2 separate regions of the Strix aluco genome follow, and region 2 is linked to region 1. A link is a contact called in public Hi-C data. All regions are on one chromosome and are shown on one strand. Each heading gives the region's core, a stretch centred on a gene start, on an enhancer-like site or on the middle of the called end of the contact. The rest is flanking DNA. Distances are from core to core; before and after follow the strand shown. Region 1 holds the start of SOCS5 (suppressor of cytokine signaling 5). Region 2 holds the start of MCFD2 (multiple coagulation factor deficiency 2, ER cargo receptor complex subunit).

Region 1 (4,388 bases), core at 1,346-3,845:
TTTAGCGGCCCTCTGTTGGATTCTGTCCAGTAGCTCCATATGTCTCCTGTACTGGGGAGCCCAAAACTGCACAGTACTCCAGGTGTGGCCTCACCAGTGCAGAGGGAAAGCATCACCTCCCTCAACCTGCTGGCAACACTGCTCCTAATGCAGCCCAGGATACTACTACGCTTCTCTGTGGCAAGGGCACATCACTGGCTCACGTTCAACTTGGTGTCCACCAGGACCCTCGTGTCCTTCGCTGCAAGCTGCTTTCTAGCCAGTTGCCCCCCAGCACATATGGGCACCAGGGGCTGTTGCTCCCCTGGTGCAGGACTTTGCATTTCCCCTTGTGAACTGTTAGACTAACTAGATCCTGGCTATCCTAGCTCTATATTTATTTTGTCTGTTGTTACTATTTGTTGGCTCATTCTTTCTCGCACCGTTTACGTAGAACTGCCAAGTGGCAATTTAGCTGCATCTGTGCTGGGTGCACATGAATCCTTCATGAGTGCTACCCTGTTCTAGAAATGTAAATTCACACATTGGCCTCATCAGTATCATTCTGAATGCAACTAACATCAATTATGTATGTTTCATTATATTTTTCATCCTCTTCCGAGGTGCAGAATTGCTTATACAGTGTATTATTTCATCTTTGGGGGTTTTTGCTGGTAATGTATATGCTAGGCTGTGATCTGTATGCAGAAGTATTCCAAAGCTGCCTCTTCTCCAAGCTGAATGAGGCCTGTTACCTCAGCCTCTCCTCACAGTGTAAGTGCTGTAGCTTCCCCTGGACAACTTGGTGGCCTCCACTGAACTTGCTACAGTTTGTTGAGGTTTTTCTTGCACTTGGGAATCAAAAACTGGACACACTGTTCTACTGGCTATGCTCCTGGTGGTACAATCCAGGATGCTCTTTGCCTTCCCTTGCTGCAAGGACACACTGCTGGCTCATGGTCAACTTGCTGTCCACCAAGACCCCATGCCCTTTCCTGCAAAGCTGCTCCCCAGCCCACCAGTCCGCAGCCTGTACTGTTGCAAAGGGCTCTTCCTTCCCAAGCGCTGGACTTGCTGAATTTCATAGACTTCCTGTCAGGCCATTCCTCCGACCAGTCTAGACCCCCTTCAATGGCAGCTCTGTCCTCCAGCATTTCCACTGTCACACTTTGGCATCACCTGCAAACTTTATGAGCATGCACTCCGTCTCCTCTTCAAAAGTCACTGAGAAGGATGTCAGACAGAACTGACGCCTGTGGTACTCTGCTTGCTACTGGCTTCCAATAGAGTAAAACCCATGGACCCCTACCTTCTGGGCCTGATGAAAACCCTCATTTTTTTCCCATCTAACTGTCCACCTTCTGTACTGTAATGTCCCAGTTTGTCTGCTAGATGCTGAAAGATGAGATGTGCCCTGTTACTTGGAATACCAAGTTGTGTTTTTGTACGGGTGCAGCAATGAGTGATTCCTTTGACACGATCCAATGTACTTCATCTGTACTTTAGCCAAGCAATTAATTTACTCCCCATTATACGGAGGAAGAGAAAGGAGAGGAAGCTGTTTTGAACGGGGTATTACTCCCTTCCAACGTTACCCACGTGTCTTCAAGAGTCTCAATTTGTAAGCATTTAGTAGTCCCTTCTGCTTACAAGGAACCGTTTGACTTCCTCAAATACAGTGCTAGGGCAGCTGGAGGCGTTACCTAAACGAGCCGCTGCCCCAGCAACTCTGTCACCCACGGAGCCACCTCTTTAAAAAGGAAAAACATGCACCTCGTTGGGGAGCTGCTCTCAACACTTCCTCAAAGCTCCCAAGGGCGAGCGGAGCCACCGGGGCCTGCGCCGCCGCCGGACCCGGGCGGCCGGACCCGGGCAGCCGGACCCGGGCAGCCCCCAGCTCGCTCGGGGGGGCCCGCGCTGGCGGCGATGTCGGAGGCCGCGCGACGCGCTGCCCAGCTGGGGCCGACCCCGCCCGGGTGCGGGGGGTCTGGTCCGCACGGCCAGGGCGGCCGGACACGTCTTAACCGCCGCCCGCGGGGAGCCCCTCGGCCTCCGCTCCGGGGACAAGCACCCGGGCGGCTCCCGCCGGCCAGCCCCTGGCTGCTACCGCCGTTCCGATTCTGACGCCGAGTGTCACGGGTGAATCACGGCACGGCACGGCACGGCACGGCACGGCACGGCACGGCACGGCACGGCACGGCACGGCACGGCACGGCGGAGGGGGGCCGAGGGGGGCCGAGCTGAGCCCCCTGCCCCCGGCAGCCGGCGGTCGCCCCGCCCCCGCCGCTTCCTCCCGTCGGCCCCCTCCACGTGACCCAGCCCCTCCCCGCGCCCCTCGCCCGAACCCAAAATGGCCGCCGGCCAGCCCCTTCCCAGATTGGGCATCGTGCCCGACTCCAAGATGGTCGTCAATGGAGGCCAGCCGGAGACATCCTAGCGGGTCAGCCCGAACGCTGCGGCCCGGTAGGCTGGGCGACGCCCCGCCTCGGCCAGCCTGCCGCTCCCATTGGCGCCGCAGAGGGCCAGGCCCACTGTCATTGGCTAGCGAGGTGTCGCTCCCGCTCTCTCCGCTCCGGGGCCCGGGGAACTATTTTCCATTCGGCGGAGGGGGGCCGGGGAGGGGGCTCCGCTGGATCGCTCCGTCCGCGCCGAGCGGCAGGCGGCGGGCCCGGGCGGGGCGGCGAAGGATGCTGCGGCCGGTGGGGCCGCCGGGACGGCGCTGAGGCGTCGCTGTCCCGACCGCGGCGCAGCGGTAGGTGCCTCCCGGTCGGGGCTCGGCGGACGGGACCTGCGCCGCTCGCCCCCCGGCGGCGAGAGGCGGCCGCTCCCCGCCGCGGCCCCGGCCCCGCTGCTGCCCGCCGAGGCCGCGGCTCCGTGAGGGAGGCGGGGAGCGGCAGCGGGCAGCCAGCGCCCGAGGGAGCTGGGGGAAGGGACGGGGCCGGGCGAGCGGGAGGGCTGGGCTGCGGACTGTCGCCGCGGGGCTCGGCCGGGCCGGGCGCGGCGGGGTGCCGCGGGGGAGAAGGCCGCCCCGGGGCGGAGAGTGGGGGGGACGCGGGACGACAGCGGGGTGGGGGGGGAGGGCAGCTCCGCTCGGTGCCGGCCACCCTCCTGCCTCCTGAGGGAGGCGGGTGGAGCCGGGGCTGGTGTTTGCGGCGAAGCCCGGGGGGCTGGGGCTTAAACCTGCTCCGGCCCGAATCCGGTGCCGGCACCCCAAGGCAGTCGGTCGGGGGTGCCCCGTGTCGGGGAGGCAGCGCCGGGCTGCTGCTCCTCTCGGGCTTCCAGCTGGATTTGGAAGCTGGTGCAGGAGCAGGGGGCTTTGGTCGGCGGTCTCCTGTGGTTGTGTTTGCACGCGGGTTTGTCCGTATGGAAATCACCCTTACAAAATTGCCGTTCAGGAGTCTTCAGGGCACACAACCTACTGTTAACCCCTTCTGTGGAGGATGATAGGTAAAACATCAGCTGTTTCCTTCACGAGCACTCATAAAAGTTTGGAAGTCGTCTTTATATGCATCCAACTCAAAGTTATGAATGGTTTCTTGGAATCGTAGAAGCAGTAAATCATGTTATTTCTGCTGTTGTTAACTTTGTAATTCAGTACTTGCATTGAATCACAATAGCTTAATCTCGTGGAATACATTTATGTCTCTGATATGTTTCTTTCATCAGGTTTGTGTGACATCTGATCATGTATTCTTATGAACACAGCATGTGCGATAGTTACACTTCTATTCTCTGAATACTCACAGAATGCTTCTGTCGTTTTGTTTTTTTCTTTCCTCCTGTCTCCTCTAAAGCTTGTTGAAGTTTTCCGCAACGTTTCTGTGATTATAAACTATAAATCATCATCATGGGGTACCATATCCCATCATGTGAGGTGTGATCCCTGACCATGCCACACAAACCCTCTTACAACAAATACAGTGCTTTCCCACTGAAGCTGATTCTGGTGTGGTTTGTGAGTTTGGTAAAGGTATGACTTTTCTCACATAAATTGCAACAACTTCAGGAGTGCTTTGTTGGTGCAGTATACTCCTATAACAAGAAAATATTTTGGGGATAGATGTGGCCCAAGTGAACTATTTGCAGGGAGATGGTATGAATGGAAAGTCCTCCTAAAGCTTGCATTTATATAACCTTATTTAAAAATAAATATATTCCATAAATTTGCATGGAAGTTGACTGGTTATTGTTTTAAATTGATCTGCCTCCTTCAGAAGGCAGGTGAACTAAGTATGTGCATTGGATAGCAAGATGAGAGTAAAAATCTTGAGAGGTTTTTTCCTGGCTTTAAAATATGATGCAGAAGACTAAACTGCATTTTCATGCCTATCTAAATGCTTCAAATACAGTTGAGTGTTCTGTTTTCTTGAGTTTTTACTTCATCTTAACATCTCTGTGTAATTATTTTT
Region 2 (4,388 bases), core at 1,246-3,745, 150 kb after region 1:
TAGCTGGAAAGATAATTTGTGTTTAGAAAAAAAGCAGACCGTGACTGCTTTTTTCTACTATTAATTTTGTGCAAGGTCTCTTCCAGTTTGTCTATCCACAGCAGTAACAGTTTGGAGTTGAAAACAGCAGCCTCAGAACCTCAAACAGCATCATATCACACAGTATTTCTATAAACCTCATAAGCATTATCCCATTTCGGATAATTTCCCCTTCTCCCTATCCCCGTCTACCAAAGTATCACCTCTGTCAAATCATTTTCACTCTTCAGTCCTTCCTCACTGTAAAGTTTAAACAACAACAGAGACTTCTTGAAAACTGCAACGTGACACGAAAAGCAGTGATAAAGCTAGCACATTTATAAATCAAGCCAAAAGTATAAGGGGGAAAATAATCTTATTTTCAGGCAAAACTGTAACTGCACCAAAGATGTGTTGTAACTGTTCCGTTCTACTGTAAGCTGCTTTTAGAGTCATAACTGTTTCCAAACACATACGTCGTCACAAAATTCCACTTACCTCTTTGTGGACGTGTGATATAGCAGTAGCAAGCTCTAACCCATCTAACAAATTATTGCCATCATAATCATGCATTTTGAAGTAATGAAGCTGCAACTCTTGTGGAGACATCTCAGATTCTGGTTTCTCAATAACACCTTCCAAATGTTCCATGATGTGGCTAAGAAAAAAAACAACAAACAAACCCCACAATATATTTGTCAGTTAATATTTAATGCTCTGTTTACATCAAATTTAGTCTTTGATCAGACAGTCAAGTACACTGGAAATATTGTATCTCTAAAAGCACCTTGAACAACCAGGTTTTATACTAAGGAGAAGGGGGAACAAAGGTTGTTTGTTACAGGTGCCTTAGTGGCCTCTAATACCTAGCTATGTCTATTTCTTCTGGCCTAAGCAGGTTATCAAAACAAGGGAAGCAGTGCCCAAAATCTCCTTCTGGCCGTCTTCCAAAGCACAGGAACTGGAGAAAGATCTTTCCCAGTCAAACATGAAGTACTCTAGGGTGTTTTATTTGCTGCTATCACTGTTTTATCTCTATGAAGAAGCGAATGAGAAAAAAAACTCTCGCTCTACCTGTTCACAATACAATTTTGTCTAAAGTATGTTGATCTAGGTAAGCAGGATTCCTCTAAAAAATTCTTTATAGTATGAGTAGGGCTAAAGGCTCCAGGGAGACCTTTCTAGGTCCAGTATCTCTACAAACTTATCGAGCAAGCATGTCTCATATCTGGCTCTAACTAGTCATACACTATCCTGAGAAAAGAGGGTGCCCTAGGCTTAAGTCCAACTCACATAGCAAGATTTAAGAGATAACCAAGTCATTAAGAAGTTTATATTTTTAGAACATGGAACACATACTCTTTATCTTGTACCAAGTTCTTATCAAGGCGAATATTTGCATGTTGACTCTCTCCTACGTGTTCCTCAGCTAGGGCAGAGATGAAGAATGCAGCCAGAAAGCAGAACAGCAAACGTATTCTAAATATCCTTTGCGCCATCATGATCTCCTACAAAAAGGAAAACATTCCCCCCCCCAAAGATGAAATATTCAATCTACTTTCAGCAGATTTACAGAGTGCTTAGAAATAATCTCACTAAGGCCTAGAAGAAGTTGCTTCATTTGAAGCAGTTAGCACTCAGAAAACCAGAGAGCTCCAATTAAGAATTTCTCTGAGGATCCTTGTTTCAAGGAAGCACGCAGTAATCTTCAGAGAATTACTTTTTTTTTTTCAGGCAGCGAACGCACACTCTTTAACCACGCTCGGGTCTTCACACAGCTTCCAGACAACCAACCACACCAGCTTCACGCAGACCTGCCTGCAGCTACGGGAGTAAAGGTCGCTTACGATATCAAAGGGACTGCATCTAGTTAGATCTACTCAGGCTGCATGCCCTAAGTAACATCCAACTTCAAAAACGCAACGGTCGTTGCAGCGCTCGCTTCACGGGCCACTGAAGCGCTTCCGCAGGGTGCGCGGAGCCGACCGGTGCCCAGCGAGGCGACTAGAGGAGCCGATTGCTGGGTTCAGCTTCCCCGTTCTCGCCCGCGGACGCAACCCCCGGCTGGCAGCCGTCTCGGCACGGAGCGATGCCGGAGGCCCTCACAGCGGGCACCGCGCGGGCCTCCCGCCCGCGGCCTCCCCCACCCGGCAGGACCCCCGGGGCGATCCCCGCCTAGGCCGCGGCACACCCCGCTCCAGCCTCGGCTGCCGGGGCGGACGGAGAGGTCTCGTCGCCGCCGCCGCCAGGCTACGCACCCTCCGGCGGATGGCCGCGGCCGCCGCGCCGTCCCTCCCACGGGCTCCGGGTGCGGGGCAGGGCGGCCACCATCCCCGGCGTCACCCCTGACCCGGCGCACGCGCCGCGCTCGGCCCCGCCCCCTCCTCCCGCCCATTGGCTGCACCTTTCCGCCGAGCGGGGCTCACGTCACCGCTCCTGGAATTCCACGTGGAGCCCTCGCGGACGGACAGGTGGAGCGCCCCGCCCCGCCGCGGGGCGGGGCCGCCGGGGTGGGCGGGGCGAGTATCCCTGCCCCGCCCCGCCGCTCCGCCCCGAGCGGCCTCTGGTGAGGGGAGCCCCCCTCCAGAAGGGTGCGCGGTGCGCTCCCGCTGGCCGTGCCCGGGGCGAAGCCGGAGGACGGAGGACGGCGGGAGTTGCAGCGTGAGTCCGGAGGGTGCCGGACGGGGCTGGCCCCGGCTCCGCGCATTTCCCTCGCGGCCGCTCCACAGCCCCTTCCCCGCCCCGCGCGGCCGCCATTCCCCTCTGTGTTTTATAAACTGTGCGCTCTCTCCGCCCGCCCCCTCCCTCACGGAATGTCGAAGCTCTCATTATTTTATACGCGACGCGCAAACACCGATTGCTTTCGCCCCTCGAGTCACAGCCCTCAGAGCAAGCTCCGACTTCGGGGAGCGATGCGGGCTCCCGGCTCGTCCCTCACGCCCTCGCCGGTTCCTCTGTGCTGGAGTCGCGACTGAAGCGGGGCGGTGGCTGTGGGGAAGGGCTGACGGCAGAGGCCTGGGGTTTAGAGGGCTTCCGAGGGCCTTGGCGGGGGAGCAGCACCCCTGGCCCTTACCGACGAGGACGGGAGCCCCGGGGCGGCGCGTCTCGGGCCCCGCAGGCCCGCTGTGCACGACAGGCCGAGGGCGGCCGGGTAGGCGCAGCGCCCTCGGCGGGCCGCGACGCCGGGGCACGGCTCGCTGCCTCGGGCGTCAAGTGAGAGGCGGCAGGGTGGGGTGGCCGGAAGGAGCCGCCGGCCCCGGTCGCAGGCCTCGGGCAGGGAGCCGAGCCGTGCCGCCCCGCCCCGCCGGGCACCTGCCGGGGCCACCCGCCCGGAACCGCGGCCCCGCACACGCTCTGGGCGCCTCCCGGGCGCCGCCGCCGGGGACTCCCCGCGGGCGGGCGGGGCGGGCCCGGCTCTAAGATGGCGGCCAAGGGCTCGCACTCGCACGTGAAGCTGGAGGGGGAGATCGAGCGGTGCCGGGCGGAGGGGCAGTGGGGGCCGCTCCGGTACCTGGCCCAGCAGCTCCGGCCGCCGGCGCGGCCGCCGCGCAAGGCGGCGGTGGGGGGCGCGCAGGACGCGGGTAAGCGGCGGCGGGGGGCGGGCAGGGTGGGGCAGAGCGGCGGGACGGCCGCCGATACCGGACCGCCCGGGTGTGGGGCGGCGGCGGGGCCGGCTTCTCGCTCCGTACCCGCGCCCGGGGCTCGGCAGCCCCGGCCCAGTGGGCTCACGCGGGCGGGAGCTGCGGCTGCCCGGTCTCCCGGGGTTGTGGAAGAGGGCTGGGGAGTGCCGGGGTGCCGACGGAGGCAGTGGGGAGTCGTCCGGTGTCTCCCGTAGGTGCCCCGGCCCGGCGGCGGGAGGGCGGGATGTCCAGGAGAGGTGGCAGGAGCCCGGGAGACGGCGCTCAGGACGATAACTCTTCGTGTCAGCGCTTCCGAGCCCGCCGGGCTGCGAGGGGACACGCACTGCTTGGGGCTGTCGGTGGGAGCGGGGGCTGCGGCGCTCGCTCGGCGCTTCCCTGCGTTTGGGGTGTTGCCCTCGCCCCGATAAGCTCCTGGACGCGGCTGGCGGCTGCTGCGCTCGGTGCCCGCCTTCTAATTTAACAAGTTCGGCTGGGCGGCGGCCGGGCTACCGACCAAAATCTTCCGTGTTTGGAAACGTCTCTTTTCAAGTTCTCGATAGGTGTGATGCGGATTCCCTCTTGGCCTTCCCCACCCTGTTCCGGATGTCCTTAGTTCTCTCTCTCCATTTCCCTACGGGACTGCTTTATTTAAAGGCTTGGGATCATTCAAGTATCCTTTCCCATGTAAGACGGGTTTCATAAATAGCAAATGTATTCTTAGCTTTTTTCCCCTCTTACAACACACAATTT

Evidence for each region. Hi-C and Micro-C count contacts between places; a contact is called where the count stands out from the background.
Region 2: a contact with region 1 is called in a Hi-C map of brain, with 7 times the contacts expected there. The contact joins the promoter of MCFD2 here to the promoter of SOCS5 in region 1. A contact is called at or near these places in 2 of 2 Hi-C or Micro-C datasets (brain and heart).

The regions. Positions count from the first base shown.
Region 1 is chr3:35,003,818-35,008,205 of bStrAlu1.hap1, forward strand. SOCS5 (suppressor of cytokine signaling 5) reads left to right here and starts at 2,596. Exons shown (of 3, transcript XM_074818073.1): 1 at 2,596-2,731.
Region 2 is chr3:35,155,415-35,159,802 of bStrAlu1.hap1, forward strand. MCFD2 (multiple coagulation factor deficiency 2, ER cargo receptor complex subunit) reads right to left here and starts at 2,496. Exons shown (of 4, transcript XM_074818087.1): 1 at 2,423-2,496; 2 at 1,378-1,526; 3 at 517-676. The coding sequence starts at 1,520. TTC7A (tetratricopeptide repeat domain 7A) reads left to right here and starts at 2,598. Exons shown (of 21, transcript XM_074818080.1): 1 at 2,598-2,679.